Regions from separate parts of the Zea mays genome. Here regions 2 and 3 are each linked to region 1. Evidence: chromatin contacts called from public Hi-C data. All regions are on one chromosome and are shown on one strand. The core of a region is the stretch at or near the end of the contact, and the rest is flanking DNA. Distances in the headings are between cores, read along the strand shown. Region 1 holds the start of LOC100276232 (Heavy metal transport/detoxification superfamily protein). Region 2 holds the start of LOC103650814 (unconventional prefoldin RPB5 interactor). Region 3 holds the start of LOC100192760 (myosin heavy chain).

What was found. Hi-C and Micro-C count contacts between places; a contact is called where the count stands out from the background.
Region 2: a contact with region 1 is called in a Hi-C map of tassel, with 3 times the contacts expected there. The contact joins the promoter of LOC103650814 here to the promoter of LOC100276232 in region 1. A contact is called at or near these places in 3 of 25 Hi-C or Micro-C datasets (ear, endosperm and tassel).
Region 3: a contact with region 1 is called in a Hi-C map of tassel, with 2.8 times the contacts expected there. The contact joins the promoter of LOC100192760 here to the promoter of LOC100276232 in region 1. A contact is called at or near these places in 3 of 25 Hi-C or Micro-C datasets (ear, leaf and tassel).

What each region holds. Positions count from the first base shown.
Region 1 is chr3:159,094,864-159,097,603 of Zm-B73-REFERENCE-NAM-5.0, reverse strand. It overlaps LOC100276232 (Heavy metal transport/detoxification superfamily protein), which reads right to left and starts at 1,378. Exons shown (of 3, transcript NM_001150070.2): 1 at 1,162-1,378. The coding sequence starts at 1,326.
Region 2 is chr3:158,361,406-158,364,145 of Zm-B73-REFERENCE-NAM-5.0, reverse strand. LOC103650814 (unconventional prefoldin RPB5 interactor) reads left to right here and starts at 1,416. Exons shown (of 11, transcript XM_008676390.4): 1 at 1,416-2,070; 2 at 2,709-2,740. The coding sequence starts at 1,867.
Region 3 is chr3:158,567,202-158,569,941 of Zm-B73-REFERENCE-NAM-5.0, reverse strand. It overlaps LOC100192760 (myosin heavy chain), which reads right to left and starts at 1,399. Exons shown (of 17, transcript NM_001309857.1): 1 at 885-1,399; 2 at 359-543. The coding sequence starts at 1,253.

The sequences.
Region 1 (2,740 bases), core at 129-2,628:
CAAATATAATGGTCAAAAACACACACTGCACATGCAGGCAGGAACGCCCGCCAGTATATCATATGATGTTGGGATGAGAAGGAGAAGCGTGTGCGCTTAATTAATTTATTATTATCAGGTCAAAGGAAGCGTGTGCAAGCGTAGTTGGTGAGGGGGTTATAAACGAGGAGCATTCATCAGGCATGGCGGCTGCCTGTACAGTGAACCTGCTCGTGCCTTAGCCTATTCGTCTACTGCCTGGCATGCTCACCGGTCAAAGACAGACGGTTTCACTTTCACCTTCGTTATGGGCTCCTGGCCGCCAGACAAGCAGCTCGAGCTCTCTCCCGGCAACAGCCAACAGCTAATAACAGCTCATCAGCTGTGGCCGAGAACGGCGCAACAAACAAGTGGCTGCAATAGCATAGCATTGCATTGCATTGCATAGAGCGGCGCAAGAAACAGGCTACAGGCGCTGCATGCGTGCCCGGTGTCTGCTACCAGCAGATTCAGTCTCTTGGTCTTGCCAACAAGTTACTGCCATTGATTTGCATGTGGACAAGAACAATAATGTGTAGCTCACAGATTCTCATCTCCAGGATCATCAGAGCAAGTTAAAAGATACTACAGTAGAAAGAAAGAGAGACAGACAGACAGACAGGGAAGCAAACTTGCTCCCTGCACTGGAGTTGTTTGGCGGATTGGCACTAAGCCACTAACAGTAACAGGGGCTGGACTTCTCACCTTTACGCTAAAAGCCGGACTGGGAGGGCAAAAAGCGACCGGGTCCCTTTTGAGAATCCAAGGAGATCAAACCAGCAGCCAGGCTCCAGCATCTCTCTCTTCCTCTTCTCCCTCGATGTGTGCAGTGGAACAACGGACACTGAACGTGTGGAGATGGAGACTGTCTGTCGAAATGCGGTGAAGGATGGAGTGACTTTACTGTGCTACGACACTACCACTGAAGCCTGAACAGCAAAGGCTAGCATCATATCCTCAACGAGGCAGGAAGGAGAGAGCACAGAGTCCTGCTCCGGCAGAAAGACAGAGTCGCTAGCAGAGTGATTGATAGTCGCAGCTGGGTTTCAAGAACCCAACGACATGCAAGCCATTGCGGAGTTCTCATTTCTTGGCGCTGATCAGCTTGCTGGCAATGATGAGGAAGAAAGGGAGAGCGCGTACCGATGGGAGGGAGAGATCTTCCGCAAACCTCAGAGCCTGTAGCTTGCTTGGCGTGCTGCTGACGGTTGCGTCCGACGAGGCGCCGAAGCTCCGCTTGGAGGAGGAGGAGGAGGACTCACTCCCCCTGTCGTCTTCATTCCCTCCGTGCTCCAGCTCCATGTCCATGGCGGCGTGCGCGTGGGCTCTTCTTGATGCTTGAGCTCCCCCTCCCTTTCCTGTCCGGCGACAGCACCCAAGGCTTCTCCTTTTTATACTAGCTATTCTAGACATGGAGAGAGAGAGAGAGAGAGGATCCCATGTCACAACAGTTACTTGTTGAGACCACGCTTTGAGAGGTCTGATATATTTTAGGCACTTGTGAATGAGGTTAGGTGTAGGAAGGTGAACTCCAGCAATCAGGCTTATTTGCTGAGGGATCTCCTTTCCAAAGACCCACCCAGCCCAGGCACAGTGTGGCATGGTCATTCACTTCCATAGTTTCATTGGATGACTAGGATTTACATGTATGTATGATGTCACTTGTCTTGGAGGCTAGTGCCATTTTACAAATGAAGGAGGGGCCCACCATGTATTGGATTCCTCCCCCTTCTTTGTTTTCACTGTTACAGTAACAGATTAAGAAATCACCACATCAGGGGAGGTTACTTGCAGTGCGAAAAGTAAAAGAGAGAGAGAGAGAGAAAGGTTTCCGAAGTCTAAAATGGTCGTCATGGACGGTGGAATGTGACATTGGAACAACAAAACACACAGTCAGGACCTCTCCAGAATCCACATTTTCGGAACTTTTGAAGTTTCTGCAAGGAAATCCTCCTGCAGCTATGCATATTTCACACACGGGGGGAAAAAAAAGAGAAGGTTCCAGTTCTTGGCACCTTATAGCGTGATGATTTTAAAATGTACTAGGTAGAGTTGATACTGAGAATAACGAATTGCTCTTTAGGCACACCTATATAGTATGTAGTTTTTGCTACATATTTTATCTAGTGTCTTTAACTATTCTCTGTTAGCATGGAATGGTTGGCCATATACACTATAATGCTCCATCCTTCAAACTTACAACAAAAAGGCCAGGATAAGAGACACCGTGATACTGTTCTTTAAACGGTAGGCAAAGAAGAACCATCAATCTCCCAAACCCGAGAAGACCAGAATTAAAAAAAGCAAAATCCCAAGATCATAGCTGGCATGCATTCAGTGTTAACCAATACTGAAAGTACGATGGAGAGAAGATATGACAAAGGGGGGGATTTAGACATATACAGAAACCACTGAAAATCCATCTTAATGGCTCAATGCAATCCAGCGGAAAATTTTATTCTGGAAACATGGAAGGAAACTGAAAACCAAATGGCCTAGAATCTCCAAAAAACAAGGATGTCAAAAGACTGAACCCTGACTGACGCTATACACTAGACAGAGATACACCCTGATTGGATAAGCAGCTATCGTTGTCTTTTGTACTTGCGCCCATTTTTAAGGGCACACCGACAGTACGCTACCTAAAAACTTTGAAAATTGTTAGCATCTAGATTGTTAAAAACATACACAGCAAATCACCATAAATAGCTGAAGGCATAGA
Region 2 (2,740 bases), core at 167-2,666, 730 kb after region 1:
ACCATAAAAATATCACTACAGCTGAGCCACAAAAACTACAACTATGAATCAATTTCAGGAAAGTGTAGATCCAAACTTAAAACAAAAAATTCGTACAAAGGCATCTCTATATTGTATCTTCACTCAATATCTACTCATGTGGAGTCTATAAAAAATTGTACTTTGGATTATCTATACAAAAAATTTGTACAAAGGCATATCATATTGTATCTTCACTCAATATCTACTCATGTGGAGTCTATAAAAAAATTGTACTTTGGGTTATCTATAAATGAGTTATAGATTTTAAAACTATTTAACAAACATAAACCTAGATAAATATATAACTCAGTCATATATGATGAGCACGAAAGTTTTACTATAGCTCAAACATGCATTGTTTCACCCACACCCTAAAAATTTCACTACAATCATATCATAGAAAACACAACTATGAATTAATTATAAAAAACATATATAAACAAAAACTTGTTTATTAAAGTATAACTAGTCAGTCACCTGTGTATTGTCATGGTTTTTATATATCATATGAGCAGACTTTGTTTTAATAAAACACAAAAATATGTGTTCTATTGGTTAGGTGAGTGTGAATGTGTAGCTAATAGCTAAGATTCAAACCTCGAATTTATGCATAATTTACTTTATTTTTGCATTGAGCGGGAAGGAGATCCGTGACGCAGGACGACCGTTGAAACTGGTGTTTTATATAGTAGAGATAAGTTTTACGCGCAAGGCTTTCAATGCATGGTGGAAACTGGTGATCTAAGTAGAGATAAGTGTAAGGGTTCTTTTGCAAAATCAACAATCGTAAGAACCGTTGAACCATGTAAACTAGTATTTTAATATTGAAGACATATGTCATATGTTCATTATGCATATTCTACTCGGTAAGGCTAACATAATTAATTTTTCCATTTTATTTCTGTGATATATTATGATTTTTATAAATTCTGACAAACCAAACATAAAAGAAGAAGAAAAACCACTGAGAGAAACATCCACGATTTTGATAGATGAGAGAAGAACTATTTTTGGTCTTATAATTTCTAGTATCTTGGATCCTTTGGAAGCATCACAATGCTTGTGTTTTTATGAGGTTTTTCCTAATATTTCCAAGCTCTTTTTAGACCTTAAAGGTGAGGCTAGTTTATAATGTATGGCTGGTGAGGTGAAGGTGTTGGAGTTGTAGCCTTTTTAGAGTTTTTGGGTTTTGGTGTCTGTTTGTGCCTGCCTTGGTGCAGTTTGTACTTACTTATTTTTAGGCTTCTTTTCTTTTTAATATAATGATTTACATCTCTGTTTGAGAAAAAAAACTTAGAAAAACTGACTTTTTTGGATAGTTGAGAAACACAAAATAAACTTTTTTTTTGTTACCCCCTCCCTCCTCCGCTCCTCGTGCGGTCTGCCGGCCTTGCACGTTGCGTCCCAGCGCCCTAGGTTGGGCCATCGAGACGTTATTGGGCTGCAAAAAAAAAATATTGAGCTGGGCCGCTGGTGCGTACTGGCACCGGGGTTGTCCGGCGGAGCTCCCACTCCGCCACCGCCGCCTCCCGTTTGTTCTCAAGATTCTCTCCCGCCACCGCTCCGAGTCCCAACCTCCATCGACGGGGAGGCGTCCTCCATCCGGGCCGGTTAGATTCATCGCTTTGTAGCTGGTCCTCGTCGTTTCCCTCTGCTGTGGTGGGAGAAGCGACTCGCGCGCGCGATCGGCCAACAAATTAAGCACGGGGCAGGGCCGTACGCAGGAGGCGAGCTCTAGGGCTCTCCGGGGAGAAGGTTGCCAGGCACGCCAGGTGAACGCCGTACTGAGTTTGCAGTCCGGGACGTAGCGCGTTCTCTGGTCGGGAGGTGGGGAAGCGGAGAGCGATGGCTGCGCCGAGGAAGGGGACGGCGACGCCACTGGGCGCCGTATTCTCGCCAGAGGAGACGAAGAGGGCCGTGGCGAGGGTGGCCGAGTCCATCGCTGGCCGCCGCGCCGAGCTCGGGCACCTACTGGGCTTCGTCGCCGACAACGCGGCCCTCGTCTCCCTCGTCAACAGGCTCCCAGTCGAACTCTCCCACGAAATCATGGTCCTTACCTTCTATACCTCAAGTATGAACTAGCAGCTATCTGTGTCTTCTTCTACAAAAATGGTACTTCACCTGCTATTTTCAATTTCCTCATTTTTTGGTGACTGAAGTCCGTGGGGAATAATTGGTATTTTGCCACTCAGATCATTGCCTCCTTAATTTTCTGTCTATGATTAGTGAGTCCATTTGTGTCTATGATTTGTAGGTCTGATGACAAATTTTCGAGACCCACTAACAATAATGGCAAAATAGCAAATCTCTCAGTTTGGTAGCACGAAAACTGAAGTATGTACCTAGTTACTGGTACTAGTAATTTGTCTCTTGTCGTCCGCTTTTAGGCTGTCTTTAGTGGATCGTGTAAAATAGGGGGCACGACATTGAGTGAAGCTTGAAATATGGGATGAGATAGGAGAGTTGCTGGAGACAGCCTTAGGCATTGGGCGTATTGTAGCTATACATAATAACTAATTAGTTCAATGACTAGATTTACATTCTCAATTGATTTCAGAGCTTGAGGGGATTCCTTTTGTTGTTCTGTAGGGAAATATAGATCTCTTAATTTCAACCTTGTGTGCTTTACTGCTTTAAATATTTTTCAACAAGATTTTTTTGTCTCATAAAAGAACTATGCATTGTAGGTCCCCTTTGGTGGTGCTGCATTTTTCCCAGG
Region 3 (2,740 bases), core at 150-2,649, 530 kb after region 1:
ATGCTACTGGGTGATTGGTGTCATCTTTCAAAAAATCACAACATTTCTTTGTTAATTAGTTTTTTCAGGTTAATTTATGGGCAATGTTGTTTGCCATATGTTATTGGCGACAATGTTTACATTGATGCAACGATACATAAATGCTAATTCAGACTAAACCCCATAGCAAGAGCGGACAGATGCAGTAAGTTAGTGGCATCTGGCATACTAGCATCACTGCTTCCAAAGAGTGGTACAAGTAAATTCAGTTAGTTTTGTTCCATTTGGTGCGACCACTGATCATGCAATCATTTAGACTAGTCTATTTTTAGGGTGCAACCTATATTCCACGTCTTTGAGGGAAATGTAACAAGTGTACCTTTTCGGTCGAGTGCGATCCGCTGGAGGCTCCACAGCCACCGGTGGAATAGGGGACGGTGTTCGCAGCGTCGTGTTGGTTTTGATTGGCGGCACCACTGTGGTGGTGGGTCGTGATGCAACAGCTGGCCTGCCTGCCGATGATGAGCGGGCCGTAGGAGGTGGCTCTACAATATTCCGACCTAACTAATGAAAACATGAGGAGATCGAATTAGCAGGAGGCCACAGAACAGCAGTTAGCAAATTGAGTAGACCTGAGAACCTGAGACACTAACACACTGCACTGATCAATTTTCCCTAAATTCTGGCTCTAAATTATTTGACGAGCATTACTAGAAGGTGATCTAGCACTAGCGAGAGGGAACTATCTTCATTTGAAATTTCATCCAATCATGGACGTTTCCGTAATAATTTGGCCTCGGTTTGACCAATTTGGACTAGTTTGCGCACAGCAGCCCGGAACGGGCGTTTCCTAAACGGGGAGGCAGCATCATTGGCGACGAGCAAGAGATCCGGAAGGAAAATACCGCAGGAGAGGGAGATCTCGCGGAGCGTCCAAGCAGGGACACGCCGTTGCTGCCGTGCGCCACTCTTCCACTTCCGAACCTCCCAGGAGCCGGGGGCGGGTAGTCATCGTCGTCGTCATCGTCGCCGGCGGCCGCGGCGGCGTTCTGCGAGGCCATGACCTGCGCGAGCCTCGCGGCCGCGGCGCGCGCGGCGACGTTCTGCGTGCGGCGGATGTTGGAGGTGCCGGGCGCGCCCGCGGCGGAGGCAGCGGAGGAGGTGGAGGAGGAGCGGTGGTGCGAGGGGGAGACGCCGCCGGGGGAGGAGGAGCCCGTGCTGCTGCCGCTCCGCTGCCGCCCGTAGACGGGGCTTCCCGCCCGGAGACGGTCCATGCTGCGGCTCGCCGGTGGGATCTGGGCCGGCGGGCGGGCGGCTGCGGCGCGGAGATGGCGATGCCGGGGCGAGGGAGAGTGGGAAGGAAGTGGGGGAGAGCACGCTCGCGACGCCGCTGGAGAGCTTTCAGTTTTTGCTCTTCTTGCAGTTTGCCCCCTCCTACTCTGTCGATCTTTTTTTTGGAGGGCAACTCTCCTGCCTGCCAATTTATGGCCCTGTTTGTTTCGGCTTCTGACAGCTTCTGGCCACCAAAAGCTGCTGCGGACTGCCAAACGCTCAGCTTTTCAGCCAGCTTCTATAAAATTTGTTGGGGCAAAAACCATCTAAAATCAACATAAATACATAATCGCTTGAGTCGTTGTAATAGTAGGAATTCGTCACTTTCTAAATCCTGAGCCCTATGAACAACTTTATATTCCTACACCCGTAATCGTAATGATACTCAGATTCTCCACACAGCCAGATTCTCTCCACAGCCAGATTTTCAGAAAAGCTGGTCAGAAAAAAGCTGAACCAAACAGTCCCTATGTTTGTTCCGTACCCCTTTTTGCGCTCTTTTTGGGTGGTTCGATTCATTCCACAGGGTCAAATGCAGAGAAATTTTGATGATTTTTTTTCTGCCCCTCCAACTGCAAATCGACTTTGACATTATTGCTATGATGTACTCTCGCCTTGTTACTTGAGAACTAATATAGATCCTAGGACTGGGTATCAAGCCAGCTCGACTGATGTCGAGTTGGCTCGTTAACGTAACGAGCGGACTCGGTTCGCCTTTTTGCAAGCTCAAACTAGCTCGAGAGCCACAATAAATAATAATATACATGTATATTTACAAAAATATAATCAATTGCTAGTTGATTTTATACTAATTTAACACTAGATAGAATAATGATAATGCTCATAATTTCATACTAGCTGAGTGCTCGTGCGTTGCAACGGAAATATATAATATCAGTATACTACGATAACTTATATACAAATGTGTGTTATATTGTTATGAGAAAATATTTTATAATCAATTTATGATCTTAGTTATACATAAATTTTGTTATTTTAATCTAGTTGTTTCACCACTACATTGCAACCATCAGTATCATGTAGATTTCGATATATGTCATGATTTGTATGGTCTCATTATTGGAGAGCACGTTCCACACATGCCGGAAGAAATTTTCTCGTACATCGTTAGTCATCAGACACACACCACCATACGCTCTTGCTTAAACAAAAGGTAAGTGTGTGTGTTTGCGAAGAGAATTAAAGGCAGACCGGCACAAAAGGTACCCTGACGATGGCGAGGATAACGAACTGGTCACTGTTGTCGATCCTCCTCTGCGTCACCTCCGGCGCCAAGATAACGCCACAATCCTCGATATAGTAGTCGTCGAACGCGCGCGACATGGCGAGTACCGATGACTCTTGGTTGGGCTGCAAAATGAAGTGCACCCCGGACTCATCAGCGAGGTAGTACCCCTGGCCGTTGCAC